Linked DNA regions of Danio rerio: region 1 is linked to region 2. The links are chromatin contacts, called in public HiChIP or PLAC-seq maps. All regions are on one chromosome and are shown on one strand. The core of a region is the stretch at or near the end of the contact, and the rest is flanking DNA. Distances in the headings are between cores, read along the strand shown.

Region 1 (4,039 bases), core at 924-3,423, 140 kb before region 2:
TTTTATTTTGGTAAAATACACGTAATCTAGGGGTCTTTGCCTTTTATATAGGCCACTTCTGATCCCAAATGATCAACTAGAAGTCAAGTTATTATTTGTTTCTCAAACTTGGATAGGCGACAAGACTTTTGTCAGGTAGTGTGAATTTAGTCCAGTCCTGGTCTGCTTATATTATTCACACTGTCAAGACAAAACCTAAAGCTGAAAAAAATCACCCTCTAAAAGATTCTGTGTAATAGTGTGAGGTAAAATATGGATAAACACAACAGCTGGGTTAAAAAGTGTCATGAAAATTGAATAGTAAAAATTAACCCAACTTTGGGTTTGTTCATATTTAACCCAACACCTAGTTAAAACAACACAGGATTTTCTTTACAGTGTTAAATGGGGGAAAAGATTGTGTTTAGGATCACAAGTTGTAACATTGTCTTTTTTTTTTTTTTTTGGTTTGTTTACATGACTTTGGTACTTGCTGCACCACGGCCACACCAGTTTACCCAACTTTCACTGGTTTGGTTTAGCTTTCACAGTTTAGATGGCAGCATTAACACCTATTCAATTTAACTACCAACAGATCAGAGTTAATTTTCATGAAGCATCCTGAAATCTGAAAAGGTTAAAACTGGTAACGGTATATCTTTATTCTCAAGGTAGCTGAAAACTGTGAACTTTTTAATTGTTGCATTCACTCACCTGTCACTTGTTCCAAACCTGTTTGACTTTCTTCTGTTAAACACAAAAGAAGGTATTTTTTAGAAAGCTGGATCCTGTAACCATTGACTCCAATAGTATTTTTCTCGCTACATTAAGTCAGTGGTTACAGGTTTTTAGCTTTCTTTAAAACATTTCTTTAAAAATGACCTCTTCTAAGGAATTAGAAATGTTTTTAAAGCATAATAAAGGTTTGAAACTGCACAAGGGTGAGTAAATAGTTAGTATTTTTTCTTTTTCGTTACAGCTATCCCTTAACATTTAATTAAATAAAATAACCTAATGTTGGGATTGTCAATATCAGACCCTACACTGAATTACATAATTTCTTAGACTGAATGGTTCCTAATTGACATTTCTCACAGATCTGTCTAAATGCCCTCTGTAATAGGAACACCTTATCACAGGTGAAGAAAGTTACATGCGGGAAAGACAAAAAGAGATAAAAGGATGATTAAAGAGCTGAGATGAGTGGGTGGACAGAAGCAAATTACTGCACGTGATAATTAAAAGCCACACCAATGCAAAATCTTTAGGGACCGGAGAGCAAGGTTCAGGACATGCTGATAAGCGCTCAAAAAAACAACTATAAAACAAAATCATTCAAGGTTACAGCCTAAGCCGCCAAAGCCTTGTTGTATAAAGCATGCAATTAAGAAAATGTATATTCATCAGTTCATTATATATTCATAAAATATTTTTTTGTTGTTGCTTGTTCATTCTTTAGGTTTTTTTTAGACAATTTATTTGTTTTTTGCTTATTCTACTTAAATTTATAAAAACAATAAGGTTAACTTAATGGATTTGTGTTGAGACAACATGAAGGAACTGTGTGAAACCCAACCATTTTTACAGTGTTGTACAGAACAGTACAGAAACTACTTCCAATTTATTACCAAATACAGAAAAGTATAGTAAAGCTTTACATTGATATGATAATTGAGTACAGCAAGCTTAAGTATTACCCATGTAAAACCTGTAACTACACAATATGCATTTTATAATGAGACATTGAGTGTTTAAAAGTGTTATAAATATCTCACATTTCCCCTGAAAAGGCGTCATGATAGCTAAGGAAAAGTATAGTAAAGCTTTACATTGATATGATAATTAAGTACAGCAAGTTTAAATATTACCCATGTAAAACCTGTAACTACACAATATGCATTTTATAATGACACCTTGAATGTTTAAAAGTGTTAGAAATATCTTAAATGTTCCCTAAAAAGACGTCATGATAGCTGAGGAGAAAATGGTTTTGCCTGAACCTACCTTTCCTTTCCAGGTGCTGAACTGGCATCAGGATGCAGTTTGTACTGATGCTTTATTTATCGTTCATTGTCGTGGTCACAGTTGAAGTCAGCGGGCAGGTCATGTTATTTGGCCGTGTGAGCTCACAGTCATATGGTCTCTGTCAGTTTCTTCTTCCAAGCTCGTGCTCTCGAGACGATTGCAGTCGATTGATGAACTTCTGCTCTCAGTCAAACACAGATACAAACGCAGAGAGTGAGGGGAGGGGAAAAGGGACGGAGCATAATTATACTGAGCCATAATTATCAGCGTCAGGAACAACTGCTGCAGGTCTCAAAATTAAGGATAGCCTATTGTTATCGGGTAGGCTAATACTTTACAACAAGCTTCCATTAGTTAATGTTGGCTACTGTGTTTACCAACACGAACAAACAATGACAGGATTTATCCATCGTCTTTGTTAACGTTAGTAAATGTAAATACAGTCGGATTTTGTTCCAATTAACTGGCAGTGCTATAATGGTAACAAGCATAAGTTTGGATTTAAAAAATGGATCAGTAAAAGTTCAGATAAACTACCAGGCTATAAAACTACAAGAACTAATACACTGTACACCATTATATGATCAATTAGTCATATGTTTTTAGTACATTGTAACTTATAAAACTAAGTTAATCATGTCCTAACTTAATTGTATACATAATATAAGTTGAATGGACTCATAAAGTTAATTTGATTCAGCTAAAAACTTTAAGGGAACCAGGATTTTATTTTTCACAGTGTAGGCTATTGGGTTAGAATTATTGTTCATTCATAATTTATAATTGTAGTTTTTTGTATTGTACAGGCATATTTATTTCAGTATTCGACTTTGATTAATGGTCCCACTTTACAAAAAGGTTTCATTAGTTAATGTTAGTAAATAGCCTAACATTAGAAGCCTTTATTGTAAAGTGTGACCTTTAATCATAGAATACTGAAATATATGTGCCTGTACAATGCAAAATACTAATTACAAAAGCACATAACAAAATGTCTAAGATGTCTTAAACTACAATGAACATAAAAATAATAATAAAGGTTTAGCTAAAATATTATATAATATAAACATTAGTACATAATATAATAAAAAGTAATATAAATATTATATTAACACAGAAACTGGAGTAAAAGTTGCACCAACCAGCCACAGTGAATGAAAATAAACACCATTACACTGACAAACACACATAAACAAATACATAAATGAAATTCAATTAAATAGAAATAACTTATAATGTGGTAGACTTTTTGAAGCTAACTTACAAAATCACAAGCTTTAATTTGATTTCAGGCAACTTGCTTTCTGTGTCTTCATTAGATGAATGCCAGCAAGTATTTTATCAGCAGGTCCCTGTTTCAATTATACTTTTGATCTCATTCTAGATGAGGAACCCTCAACATAAAATGTAAAAACCATCAGTATAATCTTTTGGACAAAGATTTACATAAAAAAATACATTTTAAATTACATTTTTTTACTGTCTAATGCAATTACAGTAATGTTTTTATTTTAATTTATTTTTTTTACATCATTTTACATAATTTGTGTTATTGGACATTTACAGTGTTCAGCATATATAAGCACACCCCTAACAAATCTGTCTTTTAAATTCATATTTTAATAGGAAGCTATACAATATTATAAATGTGCAAATACATTAAATTGGTCAGTACTGAAGCCAAATCTGAAGCTTTTCAAACAAACTAACTTACGATTAACGGTTCAAAAACTAGTACAGCCAAATTTATGTAATAAAAATATTAAATACAAATTTAAAAGAGGAAAAATCAAGAGAAGAAAAAAAAGTTGAAAAGTTGAAAATTTTCAGTTTTTTTTTTTTTTTGTTGCTGAAATTTTCTAGGTTGCAATTTATTTTTCCATTATTTTGCTTGAATTTAATTGTATTTTCTTTCAATTTCTAAATATTTTTGATGTCTAAAATATTATTTTAATAAATGTATCTGTTTTCTTTAAATGCAACAAAATACATTGCCTATATTCACTAAAAAATGGATACAAATATTCATTTTCAA
Region 2 (4,053 bases), core at 1,082-3,581:
ATTGCTGAGTGTATGAGTCTCGTTGTCATGGTGATCGCTGAAGAGAGCACATCTCATTGGAGGACACAGGCTCGGGAATTTCCGTCACGGAGAGTCGTGTAGGCTGTGGACAAAAACATATTAACTATACATATTTACATTTTGGTGCTGTGTAATATTTTGGGATGCAGTAGAATATGGAGACAGATGAATATAATTAAAGACAGATGCGGGACATTAGAACATTACTGACGGACAAACTCCTAGTGGTGGCAAGCTTATTATCCAAGATCGCCATCTAGCGGCCACATAACCTAATAGCATGTTTCTTGCTACTAACCACCCCCCACGGCCAAAAGGTCCAGCATTTGTTCTTTTAATTATTTTATATAATTTAATATTACATATTTATAATGCAGTTAATATAATGCATTTATATTCAATATATATAATCCCATCACGTCTGTGTTTATGAGGCTTTTTGCTCACTTCATTCGTTTTATTCTGATCAGATATCCGATCACTCAAACCACTTCAGAAAGTAATCTGGGATACATTTTAGATGAAACTGGACAGGTCTAATCATTTTTTAGACAAAATTAATAAAAATAAATTAAATTATGACCTGGAGAAAATCTGACCTGTGCATGAAACACCTGCATGTGCGCTTTTACAGCCAAAACTCTATTAAAAACATGTTTACTAGAAGCATAAAACATGTTCTAACTCTTCAGGCCTGTGGCCAGGGGGGTTTGGAAGGCCCATTCTCACTGACAAAGGTCCAGAATTTGTCTCATACATGAGCTCATTTGTCCTATTTTGACTGCTATGCCATCATAAGTAATAAAAATAATCCATCGAAAAAGGCTTTAAGACGGAATCCTTTGTCGGCTGTTGCTTCAGTGGGGCTATAATCTGATGTAAGAGAAGTCTTTTTTTTTTACAACTATATTGTTTATATAAACAAAGAAAACATTTTACAGGTAACTTTATTCTAAATCTTGGACCTTATTTCTGAAATGAAAATGAGCAATAAAAAGATGTGAAGCACCAGAATATATAATATAATTTGAACATATTTTGGCTGTTGTTGATTTCTAGGAATTTTCAAATGTGCTTTTTTTTTTAACAAAGAGACTAGAAAACTCTGAAGAATTCATCATAATTGTTTTATTATTATTATTATTATTATTATTATTATTATTATTATTATTATTATTATGTTTTAATTATGAATTTTATATTGAAATGGCCATATTGTGACTAAGGACAGTTGAATGTGCTGGCCAGTTTTTTTTTTTTTTTTTTTGCCTAGTAAATGATAGTTGGCTACAGTTTTGTTTTACTTTAAAACTTTAACAGATTGCTATTTTTCCTAATAATTGTATGATGTAATAAGTTTGTATTTTAAAAATTACTCTTGTTTAAATTTTTTTTAATTGCAATTTTTAGGAAATATTTTAGTACATCATAAAGTCTGGTTATGATGACATCTGACTAGTTAATCCAGCAAAAAAATAAAATAAAATAATAAATTGCAGTACATCTCATAACTAGAAACTGAGGCGTATAACTGCAAAAAGGTAAATTTTATAAGAAAAAAAGAACCACCCCTTTCATCAGGCTGGCTACGGGCCTGCAAGTGCCTTCGATGTCCCAAGATTGAATCCGTCCTTTATAAACATATTGCGAAATAATGAAATTCTGATCTATTAATATAATTGGTTAAACCTTTACACACATGTAGGTATAATCTATTTCCTATTTATTTATTTGCTTGTTAACTTATTTTCCTATTTATTTATTTGATAGTTATTTATTTATTTGCTTGTTTCTTTATTTAATTGCTTATTTGTTTATTTATTTGCTTATAGTTATTTAGTTGTTTGCTTATTTATTATCCTATTTATTTGCTTGTTTCTCAATTTATTTGCTTATTTGCTTGTTAACTTATTTATTAGCTTGTTGATTTATTTATTTTATTTTATTTAGTATTTGATTTAGGTTTACATTTCAATTTGAGCTTATTCAAACCTTTTTTTTATGATTTCCTGCTTTTTAAAATGTTGGGTTTTCTACTTTATAATGTTAAATGTTTTCAAAAATTTATTTCAATAGTTGTTACACATTTACCCATTGTGCCTTTAATTTCTTAAATTCACTTATTTGTGTTTAAATGTTAGTTTTTTTAGTCTTTCTTAACTTGTCTTTAATATAAATCATTTTATAAAACTTTTATTAGTTTATTTTTTATTTTAATTTATTTCTGTCATTTTTTTACATATATTTTAGTTTCGTTTTCTCTTCCTGTGCTGTACTCAATCTCCCACGATGCACCGCGGCAGTGTTTTGATGTCGCACAATCATGGCGGCGCTGTCAGGCGGCTCCTCTGAGACATGCCCGCTCAAAAGCACTTTAAACCGCCTACAATCCAACACCTTCGGCTCGCCGAGAGCCCGAACCCGCTCCGAGCCGCTGTACGTGATCTCTCTGGACCGCTACGGCAGAGACTTGGACTTCAGCATCCGCTTTCCGGACAGCATCTCCATGTCAGAGAGCCTGTTTGACGCCACTCTCACGGACGGAGACTGTAAGATCCGCGTATCTCTGGATCCCGCTATAAACAAGCTCATCAGCAGGAATAAACTGCACTGCGGCTCCGTCGTCCGGAATGTGGAGTTCAGCCGCGGTGATGCAGACGCTGGAGACGGAGAGAGTTTCCACGTCTGCGGGCTGGAGGTGGACCGACTCTACGGCGGGGATGCTGCTCTCCGGGCGCTCTCATCCGTCAATGTGAGGACCATTCCCTGGATGTTTGGGGAGCCGCGAGCAGGACCGCTCAGAGCACGCAGGACCTCCTATCTGCCGCTGTGGAACAACCATGACTTCTGTGGAGATATGTGGCGCGACACGCCGCCCTCTGAGCCCGACGCGGAGGACTCTGAAGAGGAGATAGACGGTGTGTGTCTGTGGTACTTTGCTTTCTAGTCAGAATTTGTGTGGAGTCACTCTTATAGACAGCCCCTGCATCAGTTGACTTTTCTCAAACTTAAATCAGAAATTAAGTTAAAAAAGCATCATAAATTATTTATTTAATAATTATATATCTATATAGGCTATTCCTGGGAATTAATTACTGAAAAGTCTTGAAGCTTTGACAAATATAATTGTGGAGATTCTAACTTCTAAAATACCCTCAACTCTTTTATTATGTAGGTGTTCTGGGTGACGTTATAGGGTTTAATACAATTTACAAAATACTACTTTGAAAACAGTAAACGTTTAAAATGAATTGTTCAAAACCATGCGAGATCAATGGTAAATGATAAAAAAATCAGGGATAGGCCGTACTTATGATACAAGTATTTCAAATATGTACTTTAAATAAAAAATAGTATTTTGTAATTTGTATTTGACGGTGTTTATGAAAATGGCTTAATATTTTGTATAAAATACTTTAGTGTCTTTTATTTTTTTAAATACTGTAAAATACTTTGTAAGTCTAAATGATGACATCATATAAATGTGGCCTTTAACAGTGGTGTTTTCTCTATCATTTGCCAAAACTAGACCAGAAAGTTGATTAATATTGAAGAAGTTGATCAATACTTGATGTATGGATGAAAATTATGCAACACATATAAAGAAAATAACAGATGAATGGGTAGATTCAGGAGCAAGTCAAAATAAGACAGGAAAATAGGACAAACAACATGATATTGTGTATTGAAGAGTAGGCATGGGCCGGTATAAGAATCTGACGGTATGATAACCTTGGATAAAAATATCATGGTTTCGCAGTATTGTGATTTGCTGCTCTAAAATAAGTTTTTTTTAAATGTCTGGGTAAAAAACAAAAACTGTTTTCTCTTTTGAACACAAAATATTTTTTTGAGAAACATTTAAAATACTTTGGAACTGTAAACATGTCAGACTTTTGCTGTCTTCATTTGTTTCAAAAACAGAATTATTCACATATAAAAGGCACCTTTGGATATTTTTTTCTACTGGAGACATTGTTGTCCTAAAAAATTTTTTTAAATTAAAAAAAAAAAAAATTAGACATACCTTAG

What was found. HiChIP or PLAC-seq counts read pairs in DNA pulled down with a chosen protein or histone mark.
Region 1: an H3K4me3 HiChIP or PLAC-seq map of embryo shows a contact between it and region 2, with 3 times the contacts expected there. The contact joins the promoter of slc7a7 here to the promoter of si:ch73-71d17.2 in region 2. A contact is called at or near these places in 1 of 18 Hi-C or Micro-C datasets (embryo) and 1 of 4 datasets of contacts at active chromatin or transcription factors (embryo).

What each region holds. Positions count from the first base shown.
Region 1 is chr7:19,552,562-19,556,600 of GRCz12tu, reverse strand. slc7a7 (solute carrier family 7 member 7) reads right to left here and starts at 2,173. Exons shown (of 10, transcript NM_001037559.2): 1 at 1,984-2,173.
Region 2 is chr7:19,410,810-19,414,862 of GRCz12tu, reverse strand. si:ch73-71d17.2 reads left to right here and starts at 2,331. Exons shown (of 14, transcript XM_073908265.1): 1 at 2,331-2,939.